Regions from separate parts of the Mus musculus genome. Here all the other regions are linked to region 2. The links are chromatin contacts, called in public HiChIP or PLAC-seq and promoter capture Hi-C maps. All regions are on one chromosome and are shown on one strand. Each heading gives the region's core, a stretch centred on a gene start, on an enhancer-like site or on the middle of the called end of the contact. The rest is flanking DNA. Distances are from core to core; before and after follow the strand shown. Region 1 holds the start of Prdm11 (PR domain containing 11). Region 2 holds the start of Slc35c1 (solute carrier family 35, member C1). Region 3 holds the start of Trp53i11 (transformation related protein 53 inducible protein 11). Region 4 overlaps Cd82 (CD82 antigen). Region 5 holds the start of Arhgap1 (Rho GTPase activating protein 1). Region 6 holds the start of Ambra1 (autophagy/beclin 1 regulator 1). Region 7 holds the start of Atg13 (autophagy related 13).

Evidence for each region. Promoter capture Hi-C pulls out the DNA fragments that hold promoters and counts their contacts. HiChIP or PLAC-seq counts read pairs in DNA pulled down with a chosen protein or histone mark. Capture Hi-C pulls out chosen DNA fragments and counts their contacts.
Region 1: a promoter capture Hi-C map of hippocampal neurons shows a contact between it and region 2, with 3 times the contacts expected there. The contact joins the promoter of Prdm11 here to the promoter of Slc35c1 in region 2. A contact is called at or near these places in 2 of 39 promoter capture datasets (cranial neural crest and hippocampal neurons), 4 of 484 Hi-C or Micro-C datasets (CD8 T cells, the G1E-ER4 cell line and embryonic stem cells) and 2 of 115 datasets of contacts at active chromatin or transcription factors (astrocytes and microglia).
Region 3: a contact with region 2 is called in an H3K27ac HiChIP or PLAC-seq map of embryonic stem cells, with 2.3 times the contacts expected there. The contact joins the promoter of Trp53i11 here to the promoter of Slc35c1 in region 2. A contact is called at or near these places in 1 of 39 promoter capture datasets (embryonic stem cells), 4 of 115 datasets of contacts at active chromatin or transcription factors (embryonic hindbrain, embryonic stem cells, epiblast stem cells and 1 more) and 1 of 9 other capture datasets (liver).
Region 4: a promoter capture Hi-C map of liver shows a contact between it and region 2, with 2.3 times the contacts expected there. The contact joins the enhancer-like site here to the promoter of Slc35c1 in region 2. A contact is called at or near these places in 7 of 39 promoter capture datasets (the 3T3-L1 cell line, 3T3-L1-derived adipocytes, hippocampal neurons and 2 more) and 1 of 115 datasets of contacts at active chromatin or transcription factors (bone marrow-derived dendritic cells).
Region 5: a contact with region 2 is called in a promoter capture Hi-C map of liver, with 3 times the contacts expected there. The contact joins the promoter of Arhgap1 here to the promoter of Slc35c1 in region 2. A contact is called at or near these places in 1 of 39 promoter capture datasets (pre-B cells), 1 of 484 Hi-C or Micro-C datasets (pre-B cells) and 2 of 9 other capture datasets (adipose tissue and liver).
Region 6: a promoter capture Hi-C map of liver shows a contact between it and region 2, with 2.6 times the contacts expected there. The contact joins the promoter of Ambra1 here to the promoter of Slc35c1 in region 2. A contact is called at or near these places in 3 of 39 promoter capture datasets (hippocampal neurons, pre-B cells and stem cell-derived epiblast-like cells), 1 of 115 datasets of contacts at active chromatin or transcription factors (the SCID.adh cell line) and 1 of 9 other capture datasets (liver).
Region 7: a promoter capture Hi-C map of pre-B cells shows a contact between it and region 2, with 5 times the contacts expected there. The contact joins the promoter of Atg13 here to the promoter of Slc35c1 in region 2. A contact is called at or near these places in 1 of 39 promoter capture datasets (pre-B cells), 2 of 484 Hi-C or Micro-C datasets (CD8 T cells and erythroblasts), 2 of 115 datasets of contacts at active chromatin or transcription factors (memory CD8 T cells and pro-B cells) and 1 of 9 other capture datasets (liver).

Annotation. Positions count from the first base shown.
Region 1 is chr2:93,044,799-93,047,735 of GRCm38.p6, reverse strand. Prdm11 (PR domain containing 11) reads left to right here and starts at 1,571. Exons shown (of 8, transcript NM_001368848.1): 1 at 1,571-1,757.
Region 2 is chr2:92,458,301-92,461,360 of GRCm38.p6, reverse strand. Slc35c1 (solute carrier family 35, member C1) reads left to right here and starts at 1,567. Exons shown (of 2, transcript NM_211358.2): 1 at 1,567-2,694. The coding sequence starts at 2,163.
Region 3 is chr2:93,186,045-93,189,071 of GRCm38.p6, reverse strand. It overlaps Trp53i11 (transformation related protein 53 inducible protein 11), which reads right to left and starts at 1,524. Exons shown (of 8, transcript NM_001025246.2): 1 at 1,325-1,524.
Region 4 is chr2:93,444,154-93,447,288 of GRCm38.p6, reverse strand. All of the region lies in intron 1 of Cd82 (CD82 antigen), which reads left to right. Among named protein-coding and RNA genes, the nearest start is that of Gm10804, 7.1 kb to the left of the region's middle. Within about 2 kb of position 1,873, at least 66 of the 459 cell types and tissues checked have an H3K27ac peak or open chromatin away from gene starts, as enhancers often do. A contact at or near this core is called in liver, where this site is marked.
Region 5 is chr2:91,648,250-91,651,443 of GRCm38.p6, reverse strand. It overlaps Arhgap1 (Rho GTPase activating protein 1), which reads right to left and starts at 1,326. Exons shown (of 14, transcript NM_001359970.1): 1 at 1,192-1,326. It overlaps Zfp408 (zinc finger protein 408), which reads left to right and starts at 1,653. Exons shown (of 5, transcript NM_001347175.2): 1 at 1,653-1,740; 2 at 2,019-2,293. The coding sequence starts at 1,695.
Region 6 is chr2:91,728,369-91,731,486 of GRCm38.p6, reverse strand. Ambra1 (autophagy/beclin 1 regulator 1) reads right to left here and starts at 1,349. Exons shown (of 18, transcript NM_172669.3): 1 at 1,108-1,349.
Region 7 is chr2:91,709,174-91,712,347 of GRCm38.p6, reverse strand. It overlaps Atg13 (autophagy related 13), which reads left to right and starts at 1,756. Exons shown (of 17, transcript NM_001355419.1): 1 at 1,756-2,101. It overlaps Harbi1 (harbinger transposase derived 1), which reads right to left and starts at 1,496. Exons shown (of 3, transcript NM_178724.5): 1 at 1,097-1,496; 2 at 1-268. The coding sequence starts at 152.

The DNA.
Region 1 (2,937 bases), core at 322-2,821, 590 kb before region 2:
TTCGTCCCACCCACTCTCTGCAGCAGGCACTAGTCACTGCAGGCCCTGTGCCAACCCCTGGGCACTTGGGTCTTCACTGTTTGCCTTCCTGGCATGTGGTCCTGTGGATTCCTGGCCCACCCCTGATGTTGTTTCATGTATGGTCTCTTCCCCTCATAAGGGACAAGTGGCTAATTCCTCAGCCTCTCTTCCTGAGCCTGCCCTCTCCCAGGTGTTAGTTAGAACTTGAGGTAGTCCTACAGACTTCTGACTGGGCTGGAGCCACAATGGGATACACAGATCCAGGTCTTCATCCATATCCCACACACGACCCGGTGCTTCAGAAAGCTACACTGTGGACACACAGCAAGCACCTAGCCATTTCCATAGCATTACAGCTGCTTCTGGGCTCTTTACATACACCCTCAGGGCTCACCCTAGAGCTGGCAGCTGGACCTTTACAGCTTTGCAAGAAGAGGAAACAGGGTCATAGCTACAGACACTCAAGGTCATACTGCAAGTGACAGACAAGGGAGCCGAAGAAGCGTTTATGTTACCAAGGTCAAGAGAAATAAGAGAAGTTGCCTCCTGTCCCAGCCCCCATCAGGTCTCCTAAGCAAAGCATCCTCAGGAGTACTTGACCTTGGAAAGCCCTCTGGGATCGCCCTGGTGGAAGCTCCTTTCCCTGGGTAATCGGCTCCCCTGAGGTGACACCTTCTTGGGACTATCTGGACCTTCCTGGACTACCTGGCACTGGGCAGGCCTTCCAAGATCTCTTACTCAGGTAGAATCCTTTTTGGCAACTTCCAGCCTAAGGTGAGGCCCTCCTTCGGCCAGGGAACCCACCCTGCAGCAGCCTCCCCTTGGGGTCATTACAAAGAAGGGCTTGGGGTAGGGTTGTTCTGGTTCCCTCTGACCACTCACACTTCCTTTAAACACCCCAGCCTTACTACATCCCTTCACTATCTTTCTTGCTGGGTGCCATTTTGCAGATGGATACAATGAGGCACTAGGCAAGTTAAGTTAGGACACAGTCCCGTTCCAGCTTTGTATTCAGATTTGGTACTGTACTTTGATCTGAACAGCAAGTGACACTCACCCTTTAGTCCCCACGTAAATAGTTAATTTTTCTCACAGGCCCCAGGGCCCTTTTCCCTTGGTGTTCTATGGGACGCATGTTACCCAACTTCAGTTGATACTTCCAAACGGCTGAGCAACCAAAGGGTTAAAGGGGCCCGGAAGAGGACCCTGTAAGGGTTAAAATTATAAACGCATTTATCGCCCTCTGACTATTTATTGGGTTGTAGACCGACAACGTCGAAGCCGGGCAGAGCCAGGAGGCACCCTCGGATGGGCTTGCGCAAACGCCACAACTTTCTAGCACGACCCCCAGAAAGTATCCCAGGCACAAAGTTGGCGCAGCCCGCTCCTCCTCCGCAGCGTCGCCCTCCCCGTGGGGCGCGCGGCGGGGACGCGCGAGCTCCCGCGCGGGGCCGGCTCGGGGGACGCGGGGCTCAGCGAGGCTCGGCTCCGGCCCCCTGAATTGGGGGGTCCGCGTCTGCCCCAAACGCCGCTTTCTTCCGTTTTCCATGTCATTTCCTGTACTAATAAGATGGTGGTCAAAGCAGGGGAGGAGAGCAGCAGCGAGTCGCCGCCGCGCTGCCGCTGGCGCTGAAACTTTGCCCGGCCGGGGACCCCGCGCGCGGCCGCCCCGTCCCGCCGCGTCCCGCCGCCCCGGCCCCGGCCCGGCTCGCCGCCCCGCGTGGGAGCCCGCGAAGGTGAGTGGGCCCGGTGGCCACCGTGGCCATGAACGTGAACATGGCTTCGGAAGACGCTGGGCGGCTCGCCAACCGGCGCGGGGGCCGCGGCGAAGAGCGCGCGGGGACACTGGGGAGCGGGGGCGCAGGCAGGCGACGGGGCACGGACCGGAGCACCGGAAGCGGGGCGGGTCTCAAGGTGGCCCGGGCCCGCAGGTCGTCGCCACCGCCCGACGCGGGCCTCGGGCGGCCCAGCCTCCGCCTCCTTCCTCCGCGCACTCGCCCGCCTTGTTCCACTGTAGCCTTTTCCTCGGCTCCGCCGCGCGCTGACGGACGCGGCCGCCGGCCAATGGGAGCGGCTGTTCGGGCCCGGCGTTCGCAAAGAGAGCGCGTAGACAGGGGGCAGGGCGGGGCGAGGGCGGGATGCAGCCGCTGGCCTAGTTGCAGGGACCCGGTCGCCGGTGCTTCGGGGCCGGGCTGGGGGGCTTAGGGACCGCATGCCTCTCTGTGACCTGCCGCGGGCCTGGGGCGGCAGAGGGAGGGCGTGCCTTTTATCTATTTTAAGTCTTGGTTGCAGCACGGACTCTTCGGGAATTCGCCCCTGAGTGTCGTCTCCACCCCCCACCTCCTCATTCCCGGTCCCCAAGGTACTATGTGATGCAGAAACTGCAGAAACTTGGTGGCCAATGACCTTCCTCTGTCAAGGCCAGCGTGCCCTAGGCAAGTCGCTGCAGGGACTACTGAGCAGCCTTGGGCTAATAAGGCAAAAAGTTGCTAGTGTCTTGAGCCCATCTGAGTTGGAGCTCAGACCCTTAGAATCAGTTGATGACCTAGAGAAGGAAAGTCTGTCTTTTGTTTTTTTTGACCATGGCTTCGTGTGGAGGACAGCCGTGGTCTGTGATTAAGAGTGATCAGAAAGAAGCACGCCCAGTCCTTTGTGCGTGGGGACTGCGAGCAGTGAAGGGAGCCTTCTTTTCATCTTGAGAACCCTATAAACTTTGGGAGTTTTGTCTATCTGAAGCAGAATAGTTTTCCATGAAGTGTGATTCCCGTGGCACCCCTGTCCCCCGAAGAGGAAGGCAGGGACTTTCCTAGGTCTTGGTTGATGGTGTAGGGTGTATGGGTCAGAAGTCCCATATCCCCCTCATCCCTGGGGAGCGGAGTATGGTCTCTGCTGGGAACCTTCTGGGCATATGGCCCA
Region 2 (3,060 bases), core at 318-2,817:
GTGCCCAAGCCCCCCTTTTTGAAACAAGTCTCACTAAATTGCCCAGGCTGGCCTTGAATTTTATCCTGTAACTCAGACAGGCCTTGAACATTTTTTGTTTTGGTTTGGTTTTGGTGTTTCGAGACAGGGTTTCTCTGTGTAGCTCTGGCTGTCCTGGAACTCACTCTGTAGACCAGGCTGGCCTCAAACTCAGAAATCCGCCTGCCTGCCTCTGCCTCCCAAGTGCTGGGATTAAAGGCGTGTGCCACCACTGCGCGGCTGAGCTTTTGATCTTCCTATCTCAATTGGGATTACAAGCCCTTTACCATCAGGCCCTACTAATAAAATAGTAATTGAAATACTTTAAGCGAGACATCTTTATAACCAACCACATAAGCAATAAGTCTGGAACCCACTGTGTTAGCCATTTCCATAATAAAACCAGCTCAACCTAGGGCAAACTTGCCTGTCCAACAATGGTGCTAGGGAGAAACCAGAGAAAAGTCAGCCCTTCCAGATGCCCAGGTGTAAAAGACCTGGAGCTAATGGCCCACTCAAGCCTGGTTCCCGGGACTGAGAAGGGTACTCTCGTAGGGGAGTGGCGGCATCCGCAGTTCTCCCAACCACGCCCTTCTGGAAGCACCAGCTTGGACCCATAGGGCCAAAGATGCATCTTGTCAAGGGATGCGCCAAACGACAGTAACAGAATGGAGGAGTCCCAGGCTAGCTGGGGTGGAGGGTGGGAGATGGCGTTGACCTTAGATAAAGGAAAGAGGCTTTCTTGATGGGCTCCCGTGGGTAATCGCCCCACCTTGCCCAAAGCCCGACGTGGCAGGAAGTCGTACTGGGGGCGCGGCTTGGGCAGCGTTGCAAGTTCAGCCGAGGGTGGTGCTGCAGGTGCACCCGAGGGCACCGCCGAGGGTGAGCACCAGGTCCCTGCATCAGCCAGGACACCAGAGCCCAGTCGGGTGGACGGACGGTACGTTCTGGAAGGGAAAGGGCCCCGGGAAGGGGATACAGCATTGAGAAGCTCAGAGGCTTTGGTCTGGGCATCCAGAATGGACTTTATCTGGAGGAGGTGACATGGCTTCTCGCCTCTGGAAGTGCTGCTTGGATCTCCGGGACTTCATGTCCTGACTAGGTCTGGAAGCGGTGAAAATAGGGGTAGGAAAAAAGGAGAGGACTGCAACAAGGTCTTCCCGAGTGGCCTGAGCTCGAGGGACGAGGGAGGTGCAACGGTGGGGAGCCGGGCGCAAGGGCTGGGCGGAGGGAGGGGGGGGGTCTCCCTAAGCAGAAAGGTGGTATTCCATTTTCTGGGTAGATGGTGAAGATGCACCTGACCGAGTCTGGTCGATCTGAAGATATCAGGGGAAAAGATAGTGCGGGTGGAGGGGAGAATGACAGAACCTTCCAGAAAATGGGAGAGGCTATAGCACTTGCAAACCCTTCCCTGATCTCCGGGGACTCCCGGAAGAAGAGGGCAGGTCTGTGGGCATAGGTGCAGACTTGCCGGGGAGCTCTTGACGGCCGCGGGAAGTGGCAACGGCCTGCGAGCTGGCCCTTTAAGGCGGCTCGTAGGCGTGTCAGGAAATGCGCGCAGGGCCCGCCCTGCTCGGTAAGTGGCCCGGGACCCGCGTCGCTGAGCCGGAACTTGAATTCGGCTCGTGGCAACCGCAGGGCCTTGCTCCGGTCAGGCCCCTGTCCGTGTCCCTCGAGACGCCTTCCTGAGCCTCGGTGATCTCCCTGCAGCACGCCCTCCTTTCGGCTCTGCGGGTGCTTCCGGGGGTTCCCGCAGCCCATGCTTCCCACGCGGTCCGCGTCCAGTTATTTCCTCCTCCGCTCCGTCCTTCCTTCGCTCTCTCGCTTCCTTTCTCCCTGCGACTCACGTGTCCCCTGTCCTCAAACTGGCCATGGCTGTCAAAGCCCACATCCTTAGTTAGGCCCCTTCTCCCTTCCCTGGGTCTTGTTTCGTGACACCACCTCCCTCCCCCGCCCCGGGAGCGAGCAAGATGAGGAGCGGTGCACCTCGGCAAATCCGGAAGCAGAACTTCATCCAAGAAGGAGGGGACCGATAGGTCATCCCATGTGACAGTTGAAGGCTGCAGCCACAGACCCTAGCTGCTTGAAGCCCTGTAGTCCAGGGACTGCTTCTGGCCGTAAGGTGACCCAGCTCTTCTGCCACCATGAACAGGGCGCCTCTGAAGCGGTCCAGGATCCTGCGCATGGCGCTGACTGGAGTCTCTGCTGTCTCCGAGGAGTCAGAGAGCGGGAACAAGCCATTTCTGCTCCGGGCTCTGCAGATCGCGCTGGTGGTCTCTCTCTACTGGGTCACCTCCATTTCCATGGTATTCCTCAACAAGTACCTGCTGGACAGCCCCTCCCTGCAGCTGGATACCCCCATTTTTGTCACCTTCTACCAATGCCTGGTGACCTCACTGCTGTGCAAGGGCCTCAGCACTCTGGCCACCTGCTGCCCCGGCATGGTAGACTTCCCCACCCTAAACCTGGACCTCAAGGTGGCCCGAAGTGTGCTGCCGCTGTCAGTGGTCTTTATCGGCATGATAACCTTCAATAACCTCTGCCTCAAGTACGTAGGGGTGCCCTTCTACAACGTGGGACGCTCGCTCACCACCGTGTTCAACGTTCTTCTCTCCTACCTGCTGCTCAAACAGACCACTTCCTTCTATGCCCTGCTCACCTGCGGCGTCATCATTGGTGAGTGGGACTGGGGGCGTGGGGAGCAGGAATCGTAAAGATCAATACCACATTACTCATTATCTGTCCCAGGTCTTTTGCACCACCAGTCATAGGGAGAGACCTGTAGAGAACAAATAACTTCCTTACTGTGACTCAGTAAGTTAGGGATCCAGCCAAGGTGAACATAATAATGTTAGGCAGACACTACAGCAAAGCCAGCCAGACACTCAGATCTAGCTAAGCATTTGAGCCATGTTAATGTAACGGATCCCCATTACAAGGTATAATATAGCTGCGTTTTATGGAGAGAAACCCAAGGCACAGAGAAGCTAAGTAGCTGGGATCACACAGGTAATCACTGACGTAGCAGAAATTTGCACATAA
Region 3 (3,027 bases), core at 275-2,774, 730 kb before region 2:
TTTTTTTAGCCTCGGACTGAGCCAGAGGCTGCCACTAAGGGGCGGGTGGTGTTCTTCCGGATTCTTCCAGGAGCCCACCAATCCCGCCGGCGGCAGGTGGCGGCCTTTCTCCAGGAGCCTCCAGACGGGAGACACAGCTGGGTGGGTGTCCCTGCAACCCAGGGACTTCTACACTCTCTCCAGGCCCCATCCAGAAAGTTTTTCTAAAAGAAACGAAACAGGAAGTCCGTGCTGGGGGACTTTGAGGAGGCCTTGGCCGTGTGCTTGTAAAGCTTTGGGTCAAAGTGGGAGTGGGTCCTGGGCCTATCCCTGCTCCTCCACCTCACAGGCAGGAGGAGAAGCCCGCTCCATCCAGGATGCAAGAAGGCGACGAAAGGGGAGCCGAAGCGAGCGGCTGGCCTCGCTGTGCCCCGAGGATGGTGCGCGTAATATTTTCTGCGCACTACACGGGACCCCAATCCATCCTGCGCCAGGCAATGGCGCTACACTTTACAGCTGTCTGCGCGGTTTGGGAGAGAGAGTCGCCCGGGTCCACCTGCAATACCCTCCTGACACCACCACCCCCGACTGGGGTCAGGCCCAAACACTTTTCTGCCCGCTCCTCTCCAGCAGGGACTCAGGAGTGTCGCCGGCTTTGCCCCTTCCCCCTCTGATCTATCTTCATCTCCGCGCCGAGGACACTCCCCCACTTTGTGAAGCGAGAGTCCGCGACTCCTCCAGTCCCCGGCACCCACACAAAAGGTCCGGCCAGACCACTGGACAGCGGGAACCCCTCCACCTTCTCCGCCCGCGTACCCGTGGGGGCGAGGACCCGGAAACTCGCAAGTTTACACCGCGCAATCCTCCCGCCGGGAAACAAAGGCGGGAGGAGGGGGGGCGGTGGCGAGAAAGGGGGAGGGGACCGAGAACCAAGCGCTGAAGACAGAGACCCCGGGATAAAAGAAACTGCTTTACTCTCCGCTCTCACTAGCTCCGAATCAAAGAGATAAAGCCCTGGAGGAGGCCGAGAGCGAAATAAACAGCCCCTGGGGAAGGAGGTGGCGGAGAAGAGAGCTGGGGGAGAAAGGGAAACCGAGTCAGTGCAAGGGGACAAACGAAAAGGACAGAGGACAGTGCCAGTAGGAGCTCAGCGGGGGTCTCGGGCGCCCGCCGCCCCGCAAGTGCCAAGCTGTCCTGGCGCCCGGCTGTCGTTCGCAGGGTGCTCGATGCCCCCAGCGGTCCCTAAGGCCCCCCGGCGTCCCCGGGCTGCGCTGCGCAGGCAGCGGCCAGCGCGGTGGCAACGGCGGTGAAGTGTGAGGCTAGCGGCTGCCGGCAGCAGACTTACGTTCCTGGCGCGCGGGGTGCTGCGCTCGCGGAGCTGGCGTGCCCTGCGGACGCTCCGGCCCGGGGAGTCTCACATCGCGGCGCCGCGCTAGGCAGGCAGGGCAGGGCAGGGCAGGGCAAGCTGGACTCCTGGCGCTGCTGGGCTCGCCCGAGTCTGGCGGCCCGCACTGGTCCCTCCTCTAGTGCCGCGCACAAGCCAATGGCGCGCCGTCCCCTCCCACGCGCTGGGCTGCCTCGCCCCCGAGGTGGCCGGGGCGGGCACAGAGGGGTTGGGGGGGAGACCCAGAGCTGAAACGGAGGGCCTACCGGGAGCCGCCTGCGGAGGGCGCACCCTCGCTTGGCTAGGGGGATCCCCGGACGGGGACAACCTGCCGCTGTGCCACCCAGGACTTTCTCGGAAGTTCTGAAGACAGCGCCCCTTTCTCCCGGACTGCAAACATACCCCTACGGGTTTATGAAACATCCATTCTCAGGCCTAGGCCGGTGTCTAGGGTGGAAGGAAGGCACCTGCTATGACTGTTAGGGTCCCCCACGGGTGAAACAACACGGTTAAAAGCAATTTACAATTCATCGTTTGCTAAACCACTTTCAAAAATAAAACCTTAGCGTTCCCAGCAGTCCAATAGGACTAGTCCCAGTTCACAAAACTTCGAGTCATTAATACATAGCCAAGGCCTTAAGATAATTGGTGAATGAGTGTTCTGTCACCCAGGTCACCCATCTCCCCAGTTTGGTGTGAATCCCAAATGACAAGAACTCTTACCCGCTGAGACTTCTACTGCAGTTGCTGTGCTATGTGCTGCGTGTGGCAAGGTTGGATCTTATCTGTGGCTTCAGAGTATTTGTTGGTGGAAGCAAACAGCTCATGCCAAGAGAGAGTCCCAGGTGAGTCTTGAGAAGTCTCTCAAACTAAAAAGACCAGCACCTACAACCTGTCCCATGCCTGGCTCTGGACTCCCTGAGAAACCCTTTATAGCAGTTGATTTTTGCCCAGGGCCCTGCTTCCTGCTGAAAGAAACCTCTGGATCTTGTCTTCTGGACTGATATAGTAAAGGCTTGAGGGAGGGTGGGGACTGAGAGAAGCAAGGTTGAAGGTAAAGAACTGGGGCAGAGATGGAGAGTAGCTGCCCCTCACTATAACTCAACTAGGTGTGCCTCTGGCTCCAGAGTTAAGTTTTGCTTTTCTGCTCCAGGCTACAGAACTAGAATACCTGGGTTCAAATCCTGGCTCTGTTGTTTAGCTTAGCCCTAGGCAAGCAAGTTTCCTAACCTCTCCAAGTCTTGCCTCCTTACCTACAAAGGGGTGTGACCTTATAGCAGGAAGTACCTTGTGGCTGTTGCTGAGATTCCAGTTACAGCTGCAGGCCATGTTAACCAAACCTGATCATGTGTGAGGTGCTAACATACCAGGTAGGCTCCATGGCCCTCCCAGTGGCTGGGGCTGGACAGGAGGGGCTGTGCCCTTTGCAAGGAAGTAAACAGAAGAGTGTCTGGTGCATAGCAAGTCAGCTCTCAGTGGCTGTTAGCCTCCTGATTACCAAGGCAACTAAACTCCCTTCCCACAGTGCCACCCGCTTTTGCTGAACACCTGGCTAGTGATGACCAGTAATGAATGAATCACTCAGCCGTCATGTCTGTAGCTCTGGATCAGGCCTGCCTGGAGGTGTGTGGAGTGAAGTGCACATCCAAGCCACCTGTCCCTGA
Region 4 (3,135 bases), core at 624-3,123, 990 kb before region 2:
GACCTTGGGCTGCAGAGTCAGAGTCTTGAGGGCACACCAGAGCTAGGCCACTATCCCTGTGTGAGCAGGGCAAGTGCTGCCTGCCTCCCTCCTGAGCCCGCATCGTCCTGCTTAGGTTTAGGGGCTGGATTAAGGGGTTGGGCAGCGAGCACATTCCCTTTGTCCCTCATGCTGCTCTTTGCCAGACTCCATTCCAAGGACTTAGTGACCATGACCTTTCTGGGCCCGTCTACAGGAACCCCAGGCCTGTTCCACCTCTCAAGGAACCAAGGGATCTCCTAGAGTGTCAGCAATTCAGGACTGGCTTCTTCCTGGACATCCGTGATAGTCCACTTTACAGAGAGCACTAAGGCCCAGAGCAGGCAAGCTGTGTGCCAAAGGTCACACAGCTCTGAGTAGTGAGACTACAATTAAGCCTCTCTCAATTCAGAATCTACGCTGTGACCTGGTTTACTGGGGTGAGGAGAGGTTCTTAAAACCTGCTTCCTGAGACGTCTCCTGGGAGTCTAGGTCCTGACATGAGGCCCCAGAGTCTGCGACTTCTGAATAGCTGATCCTCGAGTCTCTTAAGCGTCCCTCAGACTTACAGCGTCTTATCTGATTTTCCACTTAAGCTACAGTTAGGTTGAGATGGAGCAGAGTCCTGGGCTGGACGTTTGAGGCCAAGCCTAGCAGTTTGCACATCCCAGTGTGATGGACAAATGTGAACGCGTCACCCCCATTCTTAAGGGTCTGAAGCCACCCAGAGCACTGGCCACTTTAGCCAGCCCCAGCCCCAGCCCCAGCCCCAGCATACACCTCAACATTCACAACACCTGGGCCTCAGGCTCTTCACTGGGAGATGGAGACCGAGGTAGGATGTCTGGGGTGTCCCTAGCACAGTGCATCTGAGTGTGAGAGCTGCAGAAGGCTGGGAGCTCAGGGGCCATAGCTCAGCTTCCCGTCTGGTACTTCTTACGAGGCAGCCTCTTGTTCAGTCAGTGGCCCTCCAGTGATGCCTCTTGGGCTTCAGAGCAAAATGCAAGAAGGGAAACCTATCTAAGCCACATCGGCTAAATTAAAGGGATTGAAGGGAGATCCTGGCCAGGACCAGAGGATCTGGTCTCCTTCCCTGACAGGAAGCCAAGAGTCACATCTTGGGAGCTGGGTCAGGACAAAAAGGGTCTAGTGAGGAAGTCTGGTGAGGAAGATTGGGTGGGTAGCCTCCACTAAGGTGTTGCTTAGCATGAGGTAAGGAAAGAGTGCTGGTTATTTACTGGATTGGTTTTAGGCAAGTCACTGAACCTCTGAGCCTCAGTTTTTTCATCTGCTCAATGGGGACAGTGCTTTATCTAGGAGCTTGTTTAAGAGTCTCAATGAGAAGAGAAATTTTGTGGGTGATGCAAGGTGATAGGCTAAAGCTTGTCACCTCCTAGCTACAGTGTTGAGGGGCCAGAGAGTGGGAACCTGTCGATCCAGCTCATGGGGTCATGTGACTGGGCTTTGAACTCCTGTGACTAAACATGTGGGATGCTAGAGTGGGGCAGCAGCTTGTGTTCAGGCTCTGGCTGTGTCTTCTTGGTCCTCCAGCAGTTCAATGGACAGGCTCCCACCAGCCCTGCTGTGTTGGAGGTGAGGCCTGTAGGGGCTCAGGGACATTAGCTAACTCTCTTGCTCAAGGTCACACCACAGCTAGAAGCAGAGCAGGACTCCCAAGAGGTCTCCCAGGGAACCTTGAACTCCCAGGCTGCTCCATGGCCCCACGCTTCTCCTGTTGCCAGGGGAACGTGTGTTTGTTTGCTTGTTTTTCCCTCTCTTATTTTAACAACAGTAACAACAAACCGAAAGTACAAGCCGAGATTGAAAATAAGATAGTGTGAGGTCAAGAATCCAGCAGTCCCCAAGTCAGCTGTCACAGAAGGTTACAACACAGGAGAGTACAAGCAGCCACCATGACCAGCCTCCTTTTATGGATGTTCAGGGCAAAGTCCAGAAGCTGGAGATCTGTGTCATACGCCAGCCTGTTGGACCAGGCTGGGCCAGGTGGTCTCCAGAGCCTTGAAGTTCTCTCTCCACATCCTGCCATGTGTGACAGGCCACTCTTACCTGCCATGGCTGCCAGACTTCCCAGCCTCCAGGTGCCTCCTGCCTCAAGGTGACACTCATGGCCTGGCCTCATTGACAGAGGTGCCCCTCCCCAGAGGCCAGCCTTTCCCCCATCACCTTGCTTCAGTGTAGGCCAGGACCACTGGGCAAAATCCTGCCAGGTGTCAGGCACCTCACCTAGCTCCTTCCTGGGAACCCACTAGTCGGCTAATTTCACAGGGAAAGCTACAGCAGAAGCAAGGCATGGCTCCAGGCTACATAGCTGGCCGGAGGTGGTCCATGCGGCCTATTCAGGTGTAGACTTGTGTTTGTATGGTTGCCTCTTACTCTGTCTGGCCTCTCTGAAGACAGTGATCTCTCAGGTGACTCTCATGACAGTGCTCTGGGGTAGGTAACAGGAGGGGAGTGAACTTCGGGAAGGGTATGGAATAGTCAAGGAGTGGGAGGACCACATGACACCGGTTTCTGGTCACCTGCTCCTGTCTGAGCACGGAGGCACTGGGAAGTCAGGGCTGAATCACAAGCTGCAGAGCATCTGTGCTGGCCCCTGGCGCACATCTCAGCATGTTCCATCCCCAGAGCCTAAAACCCTAGTTCCTGGCTTCCCTCTGAGCAGTCATCAGGACCTCTGGCTTGTGCCAATCCTAGCTAGCTTTAGTGATGTCATTTCTGGTGTTCAGTGGCTTCCTCTGCAGAACCAGTGTCTCTCTAAGGGACCTTCCTGAGCTCTGCAGACACCCAGCTCTTACCTCGTTCTCACGATCATGTGCCACGAGCTCACTCGTCCTGGGCATTTTTAGAGTCATGGGCAGAAAATGTTAAGTTCAGGATAACCCTGAAAGACCCTGCGTTTTAGGGAGGATGTGGAGGGGAGGGTGTGGAGGGGAAGCTGCGGTGGGGAGAACCTGTGACACACTTGGGTGTAGAACTTGGCTGTTCCTGAGTCACCTGGGGTCCAAGCTCACCCTCGAGCTTCTGTTGGTGCAAACTGGGCAGTGCTGGGCATGGGCATTGGCTATGGCTGGCTGTGCAGTGCACTAGAAGAGAGAC
Region 5 (3,194 bases), core at 77-2,576, 810 kb after region 2:
TCAGGCAAAGGCTTTGACTTTTGTAAAACAGTGATTCTCTCTCTCTCTGAAATTCTTGATGTTTGTGGACTTTTTCACTAGGAAAAATGAACAGATCCATGGAAACCTTGCATGCATTTTAAAGATTTCACAAACCCCCTGTTATTGCTTAAGAACCTATTTCAAGGGCTAAGTCCATAGCTCAGTGGTAGAGCGCTTTGCCTGCATACACAGGGTCTCTCCAGCACATGCGCGACAAGAGAGCGCGCGCGGGCACACACACACACCAAAGCAATTTATTCAGAGTGATGCACATAGCACCAGAGTTTATTCAGAGTCTTCACATAGCAGACTGTCATTAGCTGAATGAATGAATGAATGAATTTCATAAGTGGAGAAGGAAACGGATATTTGTACTATGAACTGGGCACAAATTCACCTCACAACTGCACTAGTAGTTCAGCATATGCTATAAAAACCATTTTACAGTTTGAACAAAAAGCGGGGGGAGGGAGGGAGGGAGCAAACTGCTACAGATCATAGAACCCAGACGCAGGATTTTAACCCACAAGTTCCAGTTTGAGGTGTTCTCTAGGTTAAAGTCAACCCCCTCAACAGTGATCTTAAGTGACTGTCGGTCACAAAGTTCACTGGGATCCAAGAGGCGCCACGAAAGGGCAGCCAGACTTCTCAGGGCAAACTGAAGTCACAGTACTTGCTGGTGCTGGAATCAGACTGTTTTGTGACTTTGGAAAAACCCAAATCCTACAAGGCTGCAACTCTAAACTATAATCATGTTTGCATAGAGTCCGAAAACAAACAACGAATGGAGTGTATTTCGTTTCACAAGAAAGTGAGATGAAAGCACGGCCTATCAAGTGACAAGGTGGATCACTTCCCCTGATTTCTAGCTCTCAGTGCTATGCCAGATCTGATCAGGACGACTTCTCCCTCCCTCCCACCGGCTTGCTCTGGCTTGGCCTATGCCTTGCAGAGGGAGGGCAGGAACAAGTCAGAGAAAGTGGCTGTCTTCTCATTGCAGGCGCCGAAATGGGAAAAATCCCGGCAGCGAAGAGACCCAGGCCCTCGGGCCCAATTCCACTCCCGACCCACTGCCTCGGATTTTCCCCTTTCCGACCCAATTCCTTCCGTTGACCAGAGCAGCTCTTCCCCACCACCACGCCCAAAGAGACCCCGCGCTCCGCAGCTCACCTCGTTCCGGCAATGCTTCCTCTGCCACGCCTGTCAAAGCTCGGCAAACATCCGGCTCCGAGATGGGAATGGGAACCGCCCCCTCGGGGGCCCCCAGCTCCCCAACCACTTCCGCCATTTCTTCTACCTACTTCCGGCTTGCTGCCCGGACCAAACAAGGCTTTCTTGGTGCTCCGCCCACTTCCGGCAATCACCTGACAAAATGTGAGGTTAATTAGCCGAGCTGTCCGACTCGCCGCTACCTAAAGTGAGTGAGTTGGGTTCCGCTTTTCCAGATGCAGGAAACTAGCGGGCCTCTGAAATCCTAGGTTCGTATCGCCCATCGGACAGGGTTTTATCTGTCAAGTACTTCCAAACTCCCAGGTCCATCCTTCAATGATGCCTAACCACCCGGATTCTTCCTTGAGCTTAAATTTGAAAATCAAGGACTGTTTCCGGGAGGAACCGGGACAAAAACGCTCACTTCCGGTAGAGGGGAGTGGCGAGAGAATCTCTGTCCCACGATGAAGGAGGTGGAGGAGGTGATCTTGGGGAAAATAGAGCCGCACCGTGAGTGACCTGCGATGTCTGCGACCCTCAGCCCTGGACTAGATGGCCACAGCGTTTTTCTAGTCAGCGCATTCCCTTACATCCCTTTTTCTCTTGAGCCTGGGATCCTGCTCCGGTGCCCTAAGAGACTAGACTCCCTCCCAACCATTCAAGGGCCCTACTAACTAGAACCTTGCTAATCCCTCGGACTCTTGGGTCATAGCTGACCCTGTACCTCTCTTTCCCCAACCCCACGCCTTCATGGACCACTCCTTTACTGCCTTCCCGTCTCCCTGCAGCCCCAGAGCCACCCCTGGGCCAGGATTCAGGATGGAGCCCTTCCGGAAAAGGCTTTGCTCCGGGCCTCAAAGCCTGCCCGCCGGGTACGAGCCCTGCCATCCTTGTTCTAAGGAGCCTCCCCCAGGGCTTGGCCGTGGGCCCCTCGAGATCCAGGAATCAGCACTTGGGGGTCTGGTGTGTAGGAGCACCCCTGCAGCCCGGCCTGCATTGGGGACCTCTGGAAGATGAGTCCGTCCTGGAGAAGGGCGAGGGAATGAAGACACCGCACGAGGAGGTATTGAGGAGTCGGACATCTGTCTGAAAGTTTGGGGGAGGTTCAGACATTTCCGGACAGCTCTTCCAGTTTGTTAGAAGCAGGATATTTTCAAACTCGAGAAATAATTGTCCCTTCATTGCAGCGCTGTCTTGCTCTACCTAAGCAGCAGTAACTAAAGCAGATGCAAAGAAGTTGTGAGAACCTGAATTCCTACTGTGTTGGCAGAGACAAAGGTCAGAAGCTAAGGTTACCAGGATCAGATTCAAACCTGTTAACTAGTTAGCTAAATTACACACCTAATATTACTCACCTGTAAAAGAAAGTTGTGGCTGTTACCGAGATCCTTTGGAAGACCAGAGGACACGATGCAAGCCAAATACGCCTGTGCTTTGTAAGCATTAGTAAGGATTGTTTAAAAGTATTGGTGCTCTTGCAGCGTTTTCTGTTTGGTATTTGCTGAAAGGCTGTGCTGTTTAGAGCTTTCCACACCTTTAAGGAGAGGTGAGTGGACTCTCTGGTCTTCACTGACTGAAGATATAAAACAGCACCATAGAACTGGGCGCGGTGGCACACGCCTTTAATCCCAGCACTGGGTGGGAGGGGGGCGGGGGGAGGCAGACGCAGAGGCAGGCGGATTTCTGAGTTCGAGGCCAGCTTGGTCTACAGAGTTAGTGCCAGGACAACCAGGGCTACACAGAGAAACCATGTCTTGAAAAACCAAAAAAAAAAAAAAAAAAAAAAAACAAACCACACAGCACCATAGTGTAGAGGCAACCTCAGAGGCTGCTGCTAGCCTTAGAGTTTCATCTTATGAAAAAAAAAAGTGGGGGAGGAGTTGGGGAGTGGTGCATGTCTTTAATCCTAGCACTAGGGAGGCAGAGGCAGGAAGATCTCTGAGTTCGAGACCAGCCCGGTCTAC
Region 6 (3,118 bases), core at 100-2,599, 730 kb after region 2:
ATAAATAAATCTTTAAAAAAAAAAGAGAGAAACAGTAAAGTTCACAAATGATTCATCTTCAATTATGTTTGAATAATTTCTACACAGACTTTTGAACTCTTGAATAAAATGACTAAATCACTAACCAAATAAAAAAAAGTTTCAAAAGAGATTCCTTGGATTCCCTCCTAGAAAAGACCTCCACAAGACAAGAACCTGAATTCAAAGTCTTAACCATCTTAAGCATCTTCCATCTTGCACTAAGTACTTAACACCATAGCAGAAAGTTTCAGAACAAGCTGAAGAGTGGAATCAGTATTAATCAGAAGTAAAGTGGAAGTAAACAAATTATTTATGAGTAAACAAAACTAAACTATCCTTACTACTTTTGCTAAAACGATACAAACTTCGAAAAAGCAAACCCAGTCAAAAACATCACTTGCTCCCTTAATGTCTGAAGCCTCCAGTAACACAATATATGTTTCTAAGAAAGAAGAGTTCCAAAAAGTCAAATGAGAGACTGTTAAGTAAAAAGTGACCAGTAAAATGGGAGAATTGTGAACTGTTAAAGACAAAAAAAAAAAAAAAAAAAAAAAAAAAAGAACCTTACAGCACATTTAATGATCTGTCGAGGTCACAGGGAAAAGTCACGTCCCCTACCTCAGCCTCGGTTTCCCTACCCCAAAAGACTATAAGTGATATTTCGTTCCTAGGAGCTGGAGGGCCTAGTTTCAATAGCCTCCACCTACTCAAAAGGGCACTCCGAGGCTGAACTCAGTAGGGGTCCCCAGTGCAACTGAGCATGACATCCGGAACCGGAGTTGTAGGAAAGGAGAAAGGGAATAGGGTCTAAGAAAGCCAAGTTCCTACAATCTAGGGGTGACGACACGCGTCCAGGACCCGACATCCCCTCTCTACGGAACCCGGCCGGCAGCTTCAGCATCTCTCCCTCCTTCCGGCTTCTCGCTCAGTTCCGGGCCGCCCTCCGGCCGCGCCCCCGGGCGCAACCCCCTTCACAACGCGCACCCCGGCGGGCCGCGCGCTCGCCCACCGGCCGGCGCTAAGGTCTCCTCCTGCCTTGGGCGGAAGGATGCGGGACCGGGCCTCCCAGGCTCCTCCCGGGCCTACCTGCGAGGAGAGTGAGAGCTCGGCCCGAAAGCCAGCGAGCGCACGGAGCCACGGACGGAAGGCGGGGAGAGGCCGAAGAAAGCGAGGGGTCCGCTCGACCGACCAGCGGAAGAAAGCGGCCAGAGCCCGGGGCCTCCGGGATAACTCAGTCCAGGACCTGGCACAGCCGCCGCCGCTCCGGAGACATCAACCAAGAAGACGCCGCAAAAGATCATCGAACACACGAACGCCCAGACATCAAAGGAAGAGCGCCCCAGCAATCGTTCAAGGCACTGCAGCCGAGTGCCGAAACATTGCTCAGCTCCTGCTGCAAATCCGGCTGCCTTCCTAGGCATAAATAAACAAATCCAGATCATTAAACTATAGCGTAGAGTAGGCTGGGATTCTGCCATTTTCTGTTGGTGACAGAGTGTTAAAGTAATTTAGAGAACTAAATTTTTGAGACAGGAGCACGCTTGTAATCCCTGCTTTTTTTTTTTTTTCCTGGTACTTTTTTTTTTTATTACGTATTTTCCTCAATTACATTTCCAATGCTATCCCAAAAGTCCCCCACACCCTCCCCCCGTAGTCCCTGCATTTTAGGAAAGGAGGCATGAGGATTTGGAGTTCAAAGTCATAGTCAGTTAAGCACAAGGCCAAACTGGACTATATGAGACCTTGGTGGTTTTTTTTTTTTGTTGTTTTTTTGTTTTTTTTTTTTTTTTTTTTTTTTTTTTTGGTTGGTTGGTTGGTTTGGCTAGGTTTTGGTTTTTGTTTTGTTTTTTGAGTGTGTGGTTTTCGAGACAGGGTTTCCCAAGTGCTGGGATTAAAGGCATGCGCCACCAAAGACCTTGTTTTAAGTGAAAAAGGAATTAGCCTTTTGTGAGCACATTGATTGAAGATAAATCATAGCAGAATAAAGCTCGTCTTAATAGTTCAACGACTGCCGTACACTTAGAGACTTCTCACACTACTTGTCCCAGTTGAACAAATGACTTTACCACTTTATTCTTGGTTTCCCCTCAGAGCTGAAGAACAATCGCTATGAATGCTCCAGGTCAGCTTTAGAAGAATATCCAAGAGAAAATGGCACACCTTAATGTGGGAAGGGAAAGTTCCTGTACCTTGTTTTTAAATTTTTATTCTTTGGTTTTGTTTTGCCAGACAAGGCTTCTCTCTGTGTACCCTTGGCTGTCCTGGAACTGGTTCTGTAGACCAGGCTGACCTCCAACTCACAAAGATTTGCCTGCCTCTGCCTCCGGAGTGCTGGGATTAAAGGTGAACACCACAACCTCCCAGCCTATTCTATTCTTTCTCAAAAAAAAAACCACTTACTTCTCTTTTATTTTCTTCCAAGGATCTAAAGCCACAGTCCACAGTGTGCTTTTAGTTAGCTTCGTAGCTAGTTCACTAAATAGTTTTTAGAGACAGGATTTTGTGTGGCACACACACTGGTCTTGAACTCTGTGTATCCAAGAATGGCTTTGAAATTCTGATGTGCTTGCCTTCCTGTTCCACATTTGCAGTGTGCCTGAGGGAGTGTGAGAGACTGCAGTGGAGGCTCACACTCTATAGCTTGGCTGGCTTGGAACTCACTATGAAGCCCACGCTGACCTCAAGCTCACAGCAATCCTTTTGCCTCAAGCTAGTTGAGTGCTGGGATTATAAGCAACCATGCCTGGCTTTTTTTTTTTTTTAAACAGAATCTCACTATGTAATCCATATTACTTCAAAGTCTATCTTCCTCCCTCTGCCTCCTACTTGTTGGAATTACAGGCTTTTACAGACATATTTGATTTGTAGCTGATCCTAACTGTACTGGCCAAACTCCATACTGTACAATCAGTACATTTTATTTCTAGATATTTTTCATGTGATAGGTATTTGCTACTCTTGAGAAAAGGCAATTACAATATTATTGTTTATGATTAGGTCTTCTTGGACATAAGCAAACAAAAATGATACTGTATATCTTTACATCTTTAATCCCAACTTTCTAGAGGCTGAGGCAAGGGAGATTGCAATATGATTG
Region 7 (3,174 bases), core at 507-3,006, 750 kb after region 2:
TCCACTAAGAAGTATATGAATTGTCGGGGGAATCCATACATGGACATCAAGTATTCGTCAGTCACATCATCCAGCTTAAAACGGTCCAAGGTCCGGTGACCTCGGCCATACAGCAAGAGATCACAGTCAAGCACTGTTATTGGAATAGCCATTGCTAATGTGGAGGTCCTCTTCTATCTGCTTTTCCCGAATTTTTCCCAGCGCAGTAAGTATCAGAATTCAACAGCTAACCATCAGTTAAATGGCTCTGACATTTATAATCTTCTTTCTGTAAATGTTAATTAAAAGAAAAAAATAATTAGAAACGTGATCCAAACCATACCAAATGACTCAAAACCTACACCTTTTTCAGCCATTCACTTGTTAACTCTAGATTTATCTCCACTGACTCACTATTGTATGACAAACTTGATCTAATTTGCAGACAATAAGAGTTCAATCCCAGTGGCTCATCTACTGCCTGGCATTTCAACTGAGAACAACACATGAGAACAAACAATTTACAAGGTAAAAGAGGTCTGTGGCAACCAGGAGACAGCTGACAAGTTGAAAACACCTTAAGGGTTACTCAGAGGTTTGTTTTGCAAAGCCCTATGGCTCCACAGATGAGGGAGTGCTCAAACCAGTCCAACTAGAGATGTAGAACAAAGGGGGGGTGGGGGGGGGGGAGAAAGGAAGAAAGACAGTCTGTGGCCCTGCCTGGGGACCTACACTGTCTGCTGTAACAGGCTTTCCCTTCATCTCAAGAGACCCAAATCCCGAAGCTTTAGGCTAGAAAGGAAGGAAGAGTATAAAAGGAAGGAAAGGAGGAAAAAGCTAAGTGAACCAGGTAGGTCTGGAACACCGAGGCCACTTTTCAACCCGCTTTCAAAACAGTATTAAGGGACAAAGATGGCTCCGAGGGCACAGGGTTTGCCTGTGAAGCCTGGTGAAATAAATTAGTTGGCTATCTGAGATCCATATGGTGGAAAGAAAGAATCGTCCAACACCCTTGCCACATCACGCCCGCCTCCAAAACATAAATGTATTTAAAAAGTTTATTCCTTTAAAAGCCGTGTAAGTAAAGATGCCCCAGCCAGGAATGGGCTCACTGTACTTGGGAAGTGTAGACCAGAAGATCATGTGCGAGGCAAGCGTGGACTACGAGCACCAGTCAAAACAAAGTAAAACAAAACAAAAAGCTCCTAAGGCTGGTCCAGCCTGTAATGTTAGCATTCTGGAAACTGGGTAGCATCGCCGCGTGCTCCATGCCTGCTGGAGCTACATTACGTTCAAAGCTAACCTGAGTTACACAGCGAGACCTTGTCTCAAAAATAGTAAGATAACCAAAGTCTGGCTGCTCGACCCAGAATAACCGAACGCTGATCGCCACCTTTCCGTAGCTACCGGATTAACCGGAGCACTCTCCACCCTCGGGGCCGAAGAAGGCCCGCCTCCGGAACCCACGGCCGCACACAAGCCGCCACGGTGCGCAACAGCCGCACCTCCCCTTCCGCGTCAGCGCCCGCCCCACGCCGCGTCATCAGCACCTCGGCCACCGCGGCCTGCGCTTCGCTTCCGTACATTCTACACGAAGCCCAGTCTCCAACTCCCTAAATTCCTTCCCAAACCCTTTTTTTTCTCCTAAAAGGCTTTAAAATTAATCATATGATTTATTTCTGGAAATAAGCCGCCTTTCTTGAAGACTCTGATGTACAGAAATATTAAATAGGTCGTTTGTGGTGTAGCGAAAGTGCAGCTGAATTTAGGCAGCTGCATTTCCTCCGTAGCGCTCTACCTCCCCACCGCCTGCACTGAAGCGGATGAAAACAAACACTAAGGATGGCGGCGCCGGGCAGCGACTGGTTGCTGGCTTAGGGCGGGAGAGATCGTTTGACGTGTGAAGGGGAAGCTCTGAGAAAAACCAGTCCACACCAGTCCGACAGCTTTTTCAGTTCTGGGATCCCGGAGCCTCGTTAGCGTGAGATATCTCTCTGCGACCTGTGCTGTCACTACCGCCCGGGAGCGCGGAACCCTCTGCTGGGAGGTGCAGTTGGCCGGCCCCAGGCCCCGGCCTCCGGAATGAGAGCCCGGAGCCACTCTCTGTGCCGTAGCTTCGCAGGTACTCACTTTTGAGGGTAATAACCCCCGGATCTTTCAGCGCCCCCGAGTGGGAGGTCACTGATCTGTGTTCCCTTGGCCACCACCTTGGGGACGCCCAAGCCAAGCAACCGAGGTTCAGTTCCATAATCCCCTGATTATGTTTTCTACGAGAAGTTGGGTTGGTGTAGACCCTGTTGGCTCTTGAGGCGTCCCAACCGTTACAGACATCCCCCGAAATTTTCTTGCTACTTTATTGTCTCTTTGAGTTATGTCAAAAAGATCTATTGGAGAACATTTGTAGGGCCGTAACTCCGGTGTTGGGTATCAAGGTAGGTTAGGTAAGTTTTCAGTCAATCAAAAAAAATTTTTAATGCCAAGTATGAAGTCCTCCTGTAAGTGAGGGTGACTTGACTAGTGAAAAAGGGGACTATGTTCTTACTGGCAGTGGAATAACCTGCGAAAACCTATTCTCATTAAATCTCTGAATTAAGTGGCTAAGCACCTTCTTGGGTTGTAAATCTCTCATTCACTTTTTTCCTAGTTAATCTGCTCAATCTATCCTCAAGGTAACATTCCTTTGTTGGCTCCCCCCTCCCCACTTCGGTGGTAGCCCGTAGCCCAGGTTGGCCTTAAACTCCTGTGCTTCAGTTATCTTCTTCACTCAGCCTCCTGAGGAGCTGAGAATACCGACGCAGGCTGTCACAGGCCTAGGTTGGGATAGTTGGAAACAGGGTTCACCTATGCAGCCAGGGTTTGTTTGCCTTGAGTTACTGATCCTCCTTTCCCGGCATCGTAAGTGTTGAGATTATCTAGCATATACCATCATGTCTAGTTTTGAAATTCTCCTAATGAAATATGTATAAATTTATTTATATGTATATGTTTATATGTATACAATAATTATATATCTATACACAAACACATACGTGTTCTTACTTGAGGTTTAACCTATCACTCTGCTCAGTCTACTACAGAGCTATATTCACAACCAATTAATCTCTGCTTTTTGAGACAAGATCTTTTTGTGTATTACACTTGTTGGCCTGGAACTCACTATGTAGACTAGGCTAGTATTGAACTTGTTAGCAGTCC